Linked DNA regions of Pan troglodytes: region 2 is linked to region 1. Evidence: chromatin contacts called from public HiChIP or PLAC-seq data. All regions are on one chromosome and are shown on one strand. The core of a region is the stretch at or near the end of the contact, and the rest is flanking DNA. Distances in the headings are between cores, read along the strand shown.

Region 1 (4,570 bases), core at 1,285-3,784:
TACTTTGAATACCTTTCATATTTTAGGTGCTGAAAATGGTGAGGGAGTGAGTGCTCTGCACCCTTGGGCTTTTCAACTTTTGCACCTGGAGTTCTGCTGGTTAAGTTTGTTAAACTTAGTTGAAACTGCGAACCTGTTGGCTAACCATTGGGGCCTTACACTGTTTTTCAAATGGCTGCAACATTTAACTTCTCGCACATGGTTCCCATCCTCTGGAGCTCTGTCTTGTCGGGGAGATGGGCATGTTGTATACCAAAAGAGTGTACAAAGTGTTGCAGGGCTGTGACACAATAGGGACTCTGGAAAACTGGCAGCCATTGGGTGTGGGGACAGTCTGTAAATCAGTCACCTGTGTTGCTGCAGGCCAAGGTAGAAACGCCCTCCGTGTGTGCATATTTGTTGGTTCTCTGATTAAAGTTTTGAGTCTAAAAGCATTGGTTCCTTCTCTCAGCCTGCTGCCATGCAGCCACGCATCAGTCCCTGCCTGCCAGGCCTCACGTCTTTGCCGGGGAGGGCTTCTGCTGGCAATCATTGCCCAGTAAGAGGGAGCAGCTCAGTTTTCCCACTGTCTGGGCGGGGCATGCGCCACTGAGGAGGCACACAAGTTCAGCTGGTCCTCAGATGCATCATCAAACAACACTTTTCAGTCTGTGTGGGCCTAAGTAACCAAGCAGAGAGCACAGGCAGCCTGCAGTTCACTCTTCACAGACATGTCAGGCCCCAGGCTTGGGGAGTGTTTCTAATTAGCATCCAGTAATACATATAACTTTGTTTAGTACTTTAATTTTTGTCCCCACCTTTTTCCTTTAGTGACAAGTGACAAGAGATACTACTTCCTGCTCATGGTAGTAATAGAAAGTTTTTTTTTTTTTATAAAGTGAGCTGATAGGGCTGAGTGTGGTGGTTCATGCCTGTAATCCCAGCACTTTGGGAGGCCTAGGTGGGAAGATGACTTGAGCCCAGGAGTTCGAGACCAGCCTGAACAACGTGATGAAACCCTGTCTCTACGAAAGAAATATGCAAATTAGCTGGGTAGTGGCCACTGATCACTTAAAAATGATTAAAATGGCAAATTTTATGTATATTTTTACAATTTAAAAACATTTAAAGTTTAAATTTAGATAAAAGTTTAAATAAATTTAGATAAATTTAAAACATTTTAAAGTTTGTGTGGTAGGCTGGGTGTGGTGGCTCATGCCTGTAATCCCAGCACTTTGGGAGGCTGAGGTGGGTGGATTGCTTGAGCTTGGGAGTTTGAGACCAGCCTGGGCAGCATGGTGAAATCCTGTGTCTACAAAGAATACAAACAGCCGGGTGTGATGGTACACGCCTGCAGTCAAGCTACTAGGGAGGCTGAAGTGGGAGAATCGTGAGCCTGGGAGGTTGAGGCTACAGTAGGCTGTAATCATGCCACTGCACTCCAGCTTGGGTGACAGAACAAGACCCTGTCTCTGAATAAAGGAAAAAGATGTGATTGGAAAAAGAAATGAGCTACCGGAGCCTAAACCAAGCAAGGCTAAGATGGCAAAACCCAACACCTCTGAGGCTGATGCAAAGACAAGCTCAAACGAGGTCAAGGTATAAAGCAGCAGCAAAGTCTTCTCTAGGGCCAAGGTCTCCCCCAACATTTCAGAGATGGGGACCCCTTGTCGGAACTGATACCCCAGCTAAATTCCAGCTTGACTTCTGGAAGGGCTGGAGACTAAGGTCAGTCAGGGTGATCAGCCCTGTCAACATAACCAACCCCATAACCCTGGGTACCACGGCGTGGGTGAGCTTCTCTGGCAACACTTTGTGTGCGGTCACACATCATTGCTGAGTGCGTTAAATGCTTTCCATATGACTTTACTGGCAGAGGACACCTGGAAGCTCACGCTTGGTCTCTCCTAGACTCCATCCTATGCACCTTTTCCCATTGCTGGTTTTAATCTCTATTCTTTAGCTGTAGTAAATGCAATCAAGTATAACAGCTTTGCTGAGTTTTGTGAGCCCTTCTAATGAATTACTGAACTTAAGGGTCCACTGCCCTCTCTGAGCCTCAGTTTCTTCAGTGGACTCAAGAATGATACTCAGTGTAAGGATTCTCAAAACGAGCATCAGCAGGTTCCGCCCACGCCGGCCTCCTGGGTTCAGTTCTCTAATAACCACCTCCCTTCCCCGCCTACTCCAGCCAATCCTTGTGCTGACTCGGCTCCTGGCCACGCCCTAACCCCACCCCCGCTGCCTCTAAACCCGTCCCCACCCCTGCAGCCTCACAGGCTGCCGTCAGATTCTCAAGCCCCTATTCCTCTCGGTGGCCTAAATCCCCAACTGCTCGGGGCCACTTTTCAGGCCAAAATGGGCCCAAAATGGGGAGGGCAAGTGATGAATGTCACTAGACAGTCGGGCCCTCAAGGACCTGGCAAATGGGGGCTTGGACCTCGGATCGGCCTCCCACGCGAAGCTTGCTCCCCACCAGCATCCCCACGTTGGTGGCGACGCTGCCCCGGCCCCACGGATACTTCCGCGCCTGTCAGACTCCCTGATGAACTACCCTTCCCAGAGTACCGCGGGAGCTCGGGCTCCTAAGGGCGACGGTCCTCTGATGGCAGATGCGGGAGAAACTCTGGCGTCAGGCGGCCCTCGCGTGGAGCACACGAAGTCGTGGCTTATTCTGGCTTCAGTATGTGGGGTGGAGAAGGCGATCCACGCAGCTGCGTCTATTTCCTGTGGATCAATCGCAGAATACGTTCTGTAAGCCCCGCCCCCACTGCGTGCGGGCGGCTTTTGTCTCCACGGCAACCGTCAACTCTGGAAACGCCTGTCTTTCTCCATGGCAACTGTCTACGCCGCAGGCTGGAGCCGCCCATTACCGGAGCCCGTAAGCAGTATGGGTGCTGGACAAACAGCGTGATCGGGTCGTAAAACTTGGTGGAAAACGAATATTAGAGCACAAGGAAGGAAAAACCGGGCTGGGTGGGACTGAAATAGTTGATGTGAGGGAAGATTTCTCAAAGGGAGACTTTTTTTTATTGTTTGTTTGTTTTTTACTTTTATTTTTTCAAGACGGGGTCTCGCTCTGTTGCCCAGGCTGGAGCACAGTGGCACGATCTCGGCTCACTGCAACCTCCGCCTTCCGGGTTCAAGCGATTCTCCTGCCTCAGCCTCCCGAGTGGCTGGGATTACAGGCGCCCGCCACCACGCCTGGATAATCTTTTGTATTTTTAGTAGTGTGAAAAATGGGAAAGTTATTCTTCAAAGATTATAAAAAGTCACAATTTCTTAGTATAAGATTGCTATCCACTATTATATATTCCAAATCAGCTGTCCTAGCTTGCTCCGGCATGCCTGGACAGAACTAGACAAGCCCCAGGACATAGTGCATAGTTAAGGAAGCATCCTTAACTATCCCCTGGGCAACTTCCTTTTCTTTGTTCTGTTCCCCTTACCCAGTTAAAAAAGTTTTAAACTAATAGCCAATCGGGTAAAGTGTAAAATGTGAGGTCCTATTCCAGCCAATGGAAACTGGACACAGCAGTAAGGTAGACACATCAGGTTATAATAACTCTGTCTCCTTAGTTTGGCGGGGTCTCGTGGCTGGACAGCTATTGAGTAGCACCCTTTCTGCAGGAAGTAAAGCTCGCCTTGCTGAGAGATCATTTGTTCCCGCATTAATTCTTTTTTTTTTTTTTTTTTTTTTGCGACACCAAAAACCTCATTCCCAACAGCAGGGGTTTCACCATGCTGCCCAAGGCTGGTCGCCAACTCCTGACCTCAGGTGATCCACCTGCCTCCCCCTCAAGTGCTGGGATTATAGGCATGAGCCACTGCTCCTGTCCCACGAGGCGGCCTTTGAAAAAGGCTTTGAGGGATGAGCAGGAGGTCGCCAGGAAGAGAAGGGAAAATATACTATATCTATAGATCTGGCCAAAATTAAAAGTCTCAACGAGGGTGTGAGGAAACTGCCATTCTCCTACCCTGCTGGTAGGGAGAGGAATGTCTTCAGCCTTTGAGGAAGTAAATCAGTCAGTCAGTGGGTGATGTTTGCTGAGAACCTTACTGTATACTGGGCAGACGCTAGGGATACAGCGGGGAAAGACAGAGGGCAGGCAGTAACCATGAGACATGATTGGAAATTATAAGTGCTGTGAAGTAGGCTGGGTGTGGTGGCTCACACCTGCAATCCCAGAACTTTGGGAGGCCAAGGCGGGTGGATCACTTAAGGCCAGGAGTTCGAGACCAGCCTGGGAAACATGGTGAAACCCCGTCTCTACTAAAAAGACAAAATTAGCCAGGCGTGGTGGCGGGCACCTGTAATCCCAGTTACTCAGGAGGCTGAGGCAGGGGAATCACTTGAACCTGGAAGGCAGAGGTTGTAGTGAGCCGAGATCACACCACTGCACTCCAGCCTGGGCCACAGAATGAGACTCTGTCTCAAAAAAAAAAAAAAAAAAAAAAGTGCTGTGAAGTAAACAGGCAGGGGCTGAGATGGGAATGCAGGAGGGACTGTGGGATCAAGAAACATAATTCTTTGAGAACATAATGTGAAATAATATAAATAATATCAACCTCAAGAGAAATGTAGAGGAAT
Region 2 (4,853 bases), core at 1,145-3,644, 510 kb after region 1:
GGTCTCGATCTCCTGACCTCGTGATCCGCCTGCCTCTTCCTCCCAAAGTGCTGGGATTACAGGTGTGAGCCACTGCGCCTGGCCCATAATGGAAAATTATTTAACCTTAAAAAGGAAGGAAATGCTAACACATGCTAAAACATGGGTGAAGCCTGAGGACATTCATGCTAAGTGAAACAATCCCATCACAAAAAGACAGATGCTGTATGATTCCACTTACATGAGGTACCTAGAGTAGTCAAATTCATAGGGAATTTCCCAGAGAGTAGAACGTGCTTCCCAGGGGCTGGGAAGGGAAGGCAGTGGGAGTTGCTTGATGGGAACAGTTTCAATTCTACAAGAGGAAAGAGTGGAGATGAGTAGGGGTGATGATTGCACAACAATGCAACTGTACACTTAAAATTGGCTAAGTCCTGGGGAGGTGGCTCATGCCTGTAATCTCAGCTACTCTGGAAGCTGAGGCAGGAGAATCGCTTGAACCGGGGAAGCGGAGGTTGCAGTGAGCCAAGATCATGCCATTGCACTCCAGCCTGGGCACTGCAGCGAGACTCCGTCTCAAAAAAAAAAAAAAATTGGCTAAGATGATAAAGTTTGTGTTATGTGTATTTTGCAACAATATACAAGAATTTAAATGAGCCAATTTTAAGCGCAATGAATTTTGACAAATGTATTCGGTTGTGTGATCACTTCCATCATCCGGAAAGTTTCCCTGTGTCCACTAGTAATCAGTCTCTCCATAACCACTGCCACTGCCCCCAGTCAACCACTAATCCATTTTCTGCCCCTGCACATCAGCCTTTTCTTTTCTCTTTTCTTCTCTTCTCTTCTTTTCTTTTACTCTGTCACTCAGGCTGAAGTTCAGTGGTGTGATCTCAGCTCACTACAACCTCCGCCTCCCAGGTTCAAGCCATTCTCCTGCCTCAGCCTCCAAAGTAGCTGGGATTACAGGCACTTGCTACCACACCCGGTTAATTTTTGTATTTTTAGTAGAGATGGGGTTTTACCATGTTGGCCAGGCTGGTCTTGAACTCCTGACCTCGTGATCCACCTGCCTTGGCCTCCCAAAGTGCTGGGATTACAGGGTGAGCCACTGTGCCTGGCCTCTGGCCTCTTTCTTTCTTTCTTTCTTTCTTTCTTTCTTTCTTTCTTTCTTTCTTTCTTTCTCTTTCTTTCTTTTCTTTTCTTTTTTCTTTCTTTCTCTCTCTCTCTCCTTCCTTCCTTCCTTCCTTCTCTCTCTTTCTTTCTCTCTTTTTTGAGTTGGAGTCTCACTCTGTTGCCCAGGCTGGAGTGCAGTGGCGTGATTGGCTCACTGCAACCTCCGCCTCCCGATTCTCCTACCTCAGCCTCCCAAGTAGCTGGGATTACAGGTGCCAGGCTGCTTTTGAACTTCTGATCTCAAGTAATCCGCCTGCCTCAGCCTCCCAAAGTGCTAGGATTACAGGCGTGAGCCACCATGCCCTGCCCATATTAGTGTTTTCTTTCTACAATTTCACAAAAGTGGAATCCTACAGCATATACCCTTGTATCTGGCTGTATCACATGGCATCATGTTTTTCAGATGCAGTGCAGCAGTGCCATCACAGCTCCCTGCAGCCTCAAACTCCTGGGCTCAAGTGATTCTCCTGCCTCAGCCACCAGAGTAGCTGGGACTACAGGTGAGCACCATCATGCCTGGATAATTTTATTATTATTATTATTATTACTACTACTACTACTACTACTACTATTATTTGTAGAGACAGGGTCTTGCTATGCTGCCCAGGCTGGTCTCGAACTCCTGAGCTCGAGCAATACTCCCACCTCGACCTCCAAAGTAGCTGGAACTACAAGTGAACATCACCATGCCCGGCCAATTTTTTTTTTTTTTTTTTTTAAGAGAATCTCACCATATTACCTGGTCTCAAACTCCTGGGCTTGAGCGATCCTCCTGCCTCAGCCTCCCAAAGTGCTGGGATTTACAGGCATGAGCCACTGTGCCTGGTGGTTACTACCACATTGACTTCAGACTTCTGGCCTCCAGAGCTGTGAGAGAATAAATTTCTGTTGTTTTCAGCTAGGTTATTGTAACTTGTTACATCAGTCCTAGCAAACTGACACAGTGATTGGACCAATTTTTGCAGTGGGAGTTTTTGAAATGTTGTGTCCCGGAATGTAGATGTGAATTAGTGTGAAGTAGCTGAGGGTAGAATGTAGTGGACACCTACTGCTTTGAGGGACTGTCCCTTGCCCATTGCCGTGTGATTCATTTGGAACTGTCAGTCAAGGGACCCCTACATATATGGCTTCCAGGAGATGGATTCATCCCTCCAGCAAAAAGGGATGAGGTCCAGAGGGGCTTTGGACCAATCCTGGGCAAGATGGGCAGGGGAGGAGGAGGAGGAGTCAGCAAAGGCAGGAGGCGGGCCCAAGAGTCGGCTCCAAACTGGACCCAGTGATTGGCCCGGGGTGTCTCCAAGGTCTGGGCTGGACCAATCAGAATCCTGTTCCTGAATGACACAGCAGCTGAGAGCCAGCTGATTCTCACATTGTTTCCTCTGAAGTTATCTGCTCTGAAGGCAATTACAAGTCCTGTTAATTTCTTGCAATGGCAGCAGATCCTGTTAATTTCCTACCCAACAATAGTTCCCCTCCCCGTGCTTCCTCTAGGCAAAGCCCGCACCCCACCATGGGGACTGGAAATGACAGATGTTCACTACCCAGATCGCTTTGCAACTCGGGGTAGCCACACAGCCGGGTTCTGGCAAGAGAGAAATAAGGAGAATTATTCTGAGGAGGAAAAAAGGGGAACACAGAAGGGGAGGCCCCGGTCTACACTGCCTGATTTAGATGCCAGTGTGTGAGAACATGATGCTGCTATAGACAGTTTGTACTCAGGAGGGGAACGAACACCAGTCTCAGAGATGCCAACCAGAGCCTAATGTTGTTGAGCAGCTGAACCAACCCTGGGACTGTCTTTGAAAAATCTGATATGCAAACATGCAAAAAAATCTTTCTCTTTCAGTTGGGAAGGTTTTTTTTTTTTTTTTCCAGCCGAAGGTATCATAACAGATACAGCATTATACACCTGGAGCTCCAAGTGACCATCTCATTGCCACTGCAAACACCTACCCGAGAGAGAAGCCAATAGCCAGGCACGGTGGCTCACGCCTGTAATCCCAGCACTTTGGGAGGCCAAGGTGGGCAGATCACAGGAGGTCAGGAGTTCGAGACCAGCCTGCCAACATGGTGAAACCCCGTCTCTACTAAAAATACAAAAAATTAGCCAGGCGTGGTGGCGAGCGGCTGTAATCCCAGCTACTCAGGAGGCTGAGGCAGGAGAATCGCTTGAAACCGTGAGGTTGCAGTGAGCCGAGATCACACCACTGCACTCCAGCCTGGGCAACAAGAGTGAAACTCCATCCAAAAAAAAAAAAAAAAAGAGGAAAGCAGAAGTGAGAGTCCCTTGAACAGCTGGATCTAACCATGCCTGAAGTCCCTCTGTGTTCAATGTGTTCATAGGCTTTCCATGGACAGAGGTCTTTCAATTCTGTTTACGGCTTTGGGTTGAATTTTGTGTTCTGTACTCACAATGATCCTGACTAACACCATTTTTATAAACTGAGGCTCAGAGAGATCATTAAGTTGCCCAGTCATTGAAAGAAACACAAATTTGTCTGCTTGCAGAGCCAGCATGTTCCAATCCGGTTTCCCAGTCTCAGAGAGGACAGGAGGCCCAGTTGGAGTGAGACCCACGGAGTGTGTTTATTCTGGCGTTGATAGCAGCAGCAGTGGGGGGACCGGCCAGACGCAGGGTGTGGCGAACAGAAGGGGTGGACACAGGTGTGTGTGTGTCTGAAAGGACAGAGAGGATTGGCCCATTGACATTCACGGCGAGAACAAGGGTCGGGACACTGAGTCTTGGACAAACAGCAAAGAGACAGAGACAGACAGAGGGTTTTGGGGGTCAGGGGTCCCCCAGACATGCATGGCCCCTCGCCTCGAGGGGGAGCCCCAGGGAAGAAAAGACAGACACAGTGGAGGCTGAATGCCCCCCACCCTGAAAGAAGGAGCTGGGCCGGCCTCCTCTCATCCTCTCGCTTCCAGGGGTAGGAAGCCTAGGGCCAGGGCTGCCCTGCACCAGCAGCTCGGACGTTATGGCTTCAAGGAGATGAATTCACGGTCCGGGCAGGAAAGGATGGGGTCCTGAGGGAGCCTGGTCCAATCCCGGGCCTAGGCCAGACCTGCACGATGGAGCAGGAAAGGAGGGGTCAGCAATGGCAGAGAACTGCACCACGACCTCCTGTAGCTCCATCACCACCCAGAGATCCAGGAGTCCCAGGCGCAGCCTCTCCTCCCTCAGACCCAGGAGTCCAGGCCCCAGGCTCTCCTCCCTCAGACCCAGAAGTCCAGGCCCCCAGCCCCTCCTCCCTCAGACGCAGGCATCTCCACCCCCAGCCCCTTCCCTGTGGCCAGGCTACTTACCCCTCACTCGGAGTTCTCTTTCTCTGATAGTCCTTTGCTGCCTTTTGTGAAGCTGGTCAAAGTCTTTTCCTAAAGGAGAAAGTCCAGAAGGTTCGGGAGTGAGAGACAGAGAGTTGAAACAGATGCTAATCATCAACAGGAGAAGACGTCAATCCTGTTTCATTATTTAGGATGCGCTTTCTCACTTGGCCCTGAAGTGATGGACAGATGGTATTACAATTCCATTCTATAGATGGGGAAATGGAGGCACAAAAAAGAGGAGTCTCTGCCAATGCGAGGAGAGATGAGGCTGTAGGGATGAGTGGGGCAGGTCCTGCATGGTATCAGAGGGGCTGAGACTCTGTCCTGGGGCCACTGGGGAGCCACGGGAGGGCTGTGAGCAAGGAAGGGGA

Evidence for each region. HiChIP or PLAC-seq counts read pairs in DNA pulled down with a chosen protein or histone mark.
Region 2: an H3K4me3 HiChIP or PLAC-seq map of stem cell-derived excitatory neurons shows a contact between it and region 1, with 9 times the contacts expected there. The contact joins two enhancer-like sites. A contact is called at or near these places in 2 of 7 Hi-C or Micro-C datasets (induced pluripotent stem cells and stem cell-derived neural progenitor cells) and 1 of 1 datasets of contacts at active chromatin or transcription factors (stem cell-derived excitatory neurons).

Annotation. Positions count from the first base shown.
Region 1 is chr20:52,997,362-53,001,931 of NHGRI_mPanTro3-v2.0_pri, forward strand. ZNF473 (zinc finger protein 473) reads left to right here. Exons shown (of 5, transcript XM_009436077.5): 5 at 1-431. Among named protein-coding and RNA genes, the nearest start is that of ZNF473, 25 kb to the left of the region's middle. Within about 2 kb of position 2,535, at least 18 of the 24 cell types and tissues checked have an H3K27ac peak or open chromatin away from gene starts, as enhancers often do. A contact at or near this core is called in stem cell-derived excitatory neurons, where this site is marked.
Region 2 is chr20:53,506,662-53,511,514 of NHGRI_mPanTro3-v2.0_pri, forward strand. LOC107969790 (a long non-coding RNA gene) reads left to right here. Exons shown (of 3, transcript XR_001711887.2): 2 at 1,559-1,655; 3 at 3,031-3,612. It overlaps SYT3 (synaptotagmin 3), which reads right to left. Exons shown (of 11, transcript XM_016936669.3): 10 at 4,462-4,530; 11 at 3,717-4,220. The coding sequence ends at 4,465. Among named protein-coding and RNA genes, the nearest start is that of C19H19orf81, 19 kb to the right of the region's middle. Within about 2 kb of position 2,395, at least 4 of the 24 cell types and tissues checked have an H3K27ac peak or open chromatin away from gene starts, as enhancers often do. A contact at or near this core is called in stem cell-derived excitatory neurons, where this site is marked.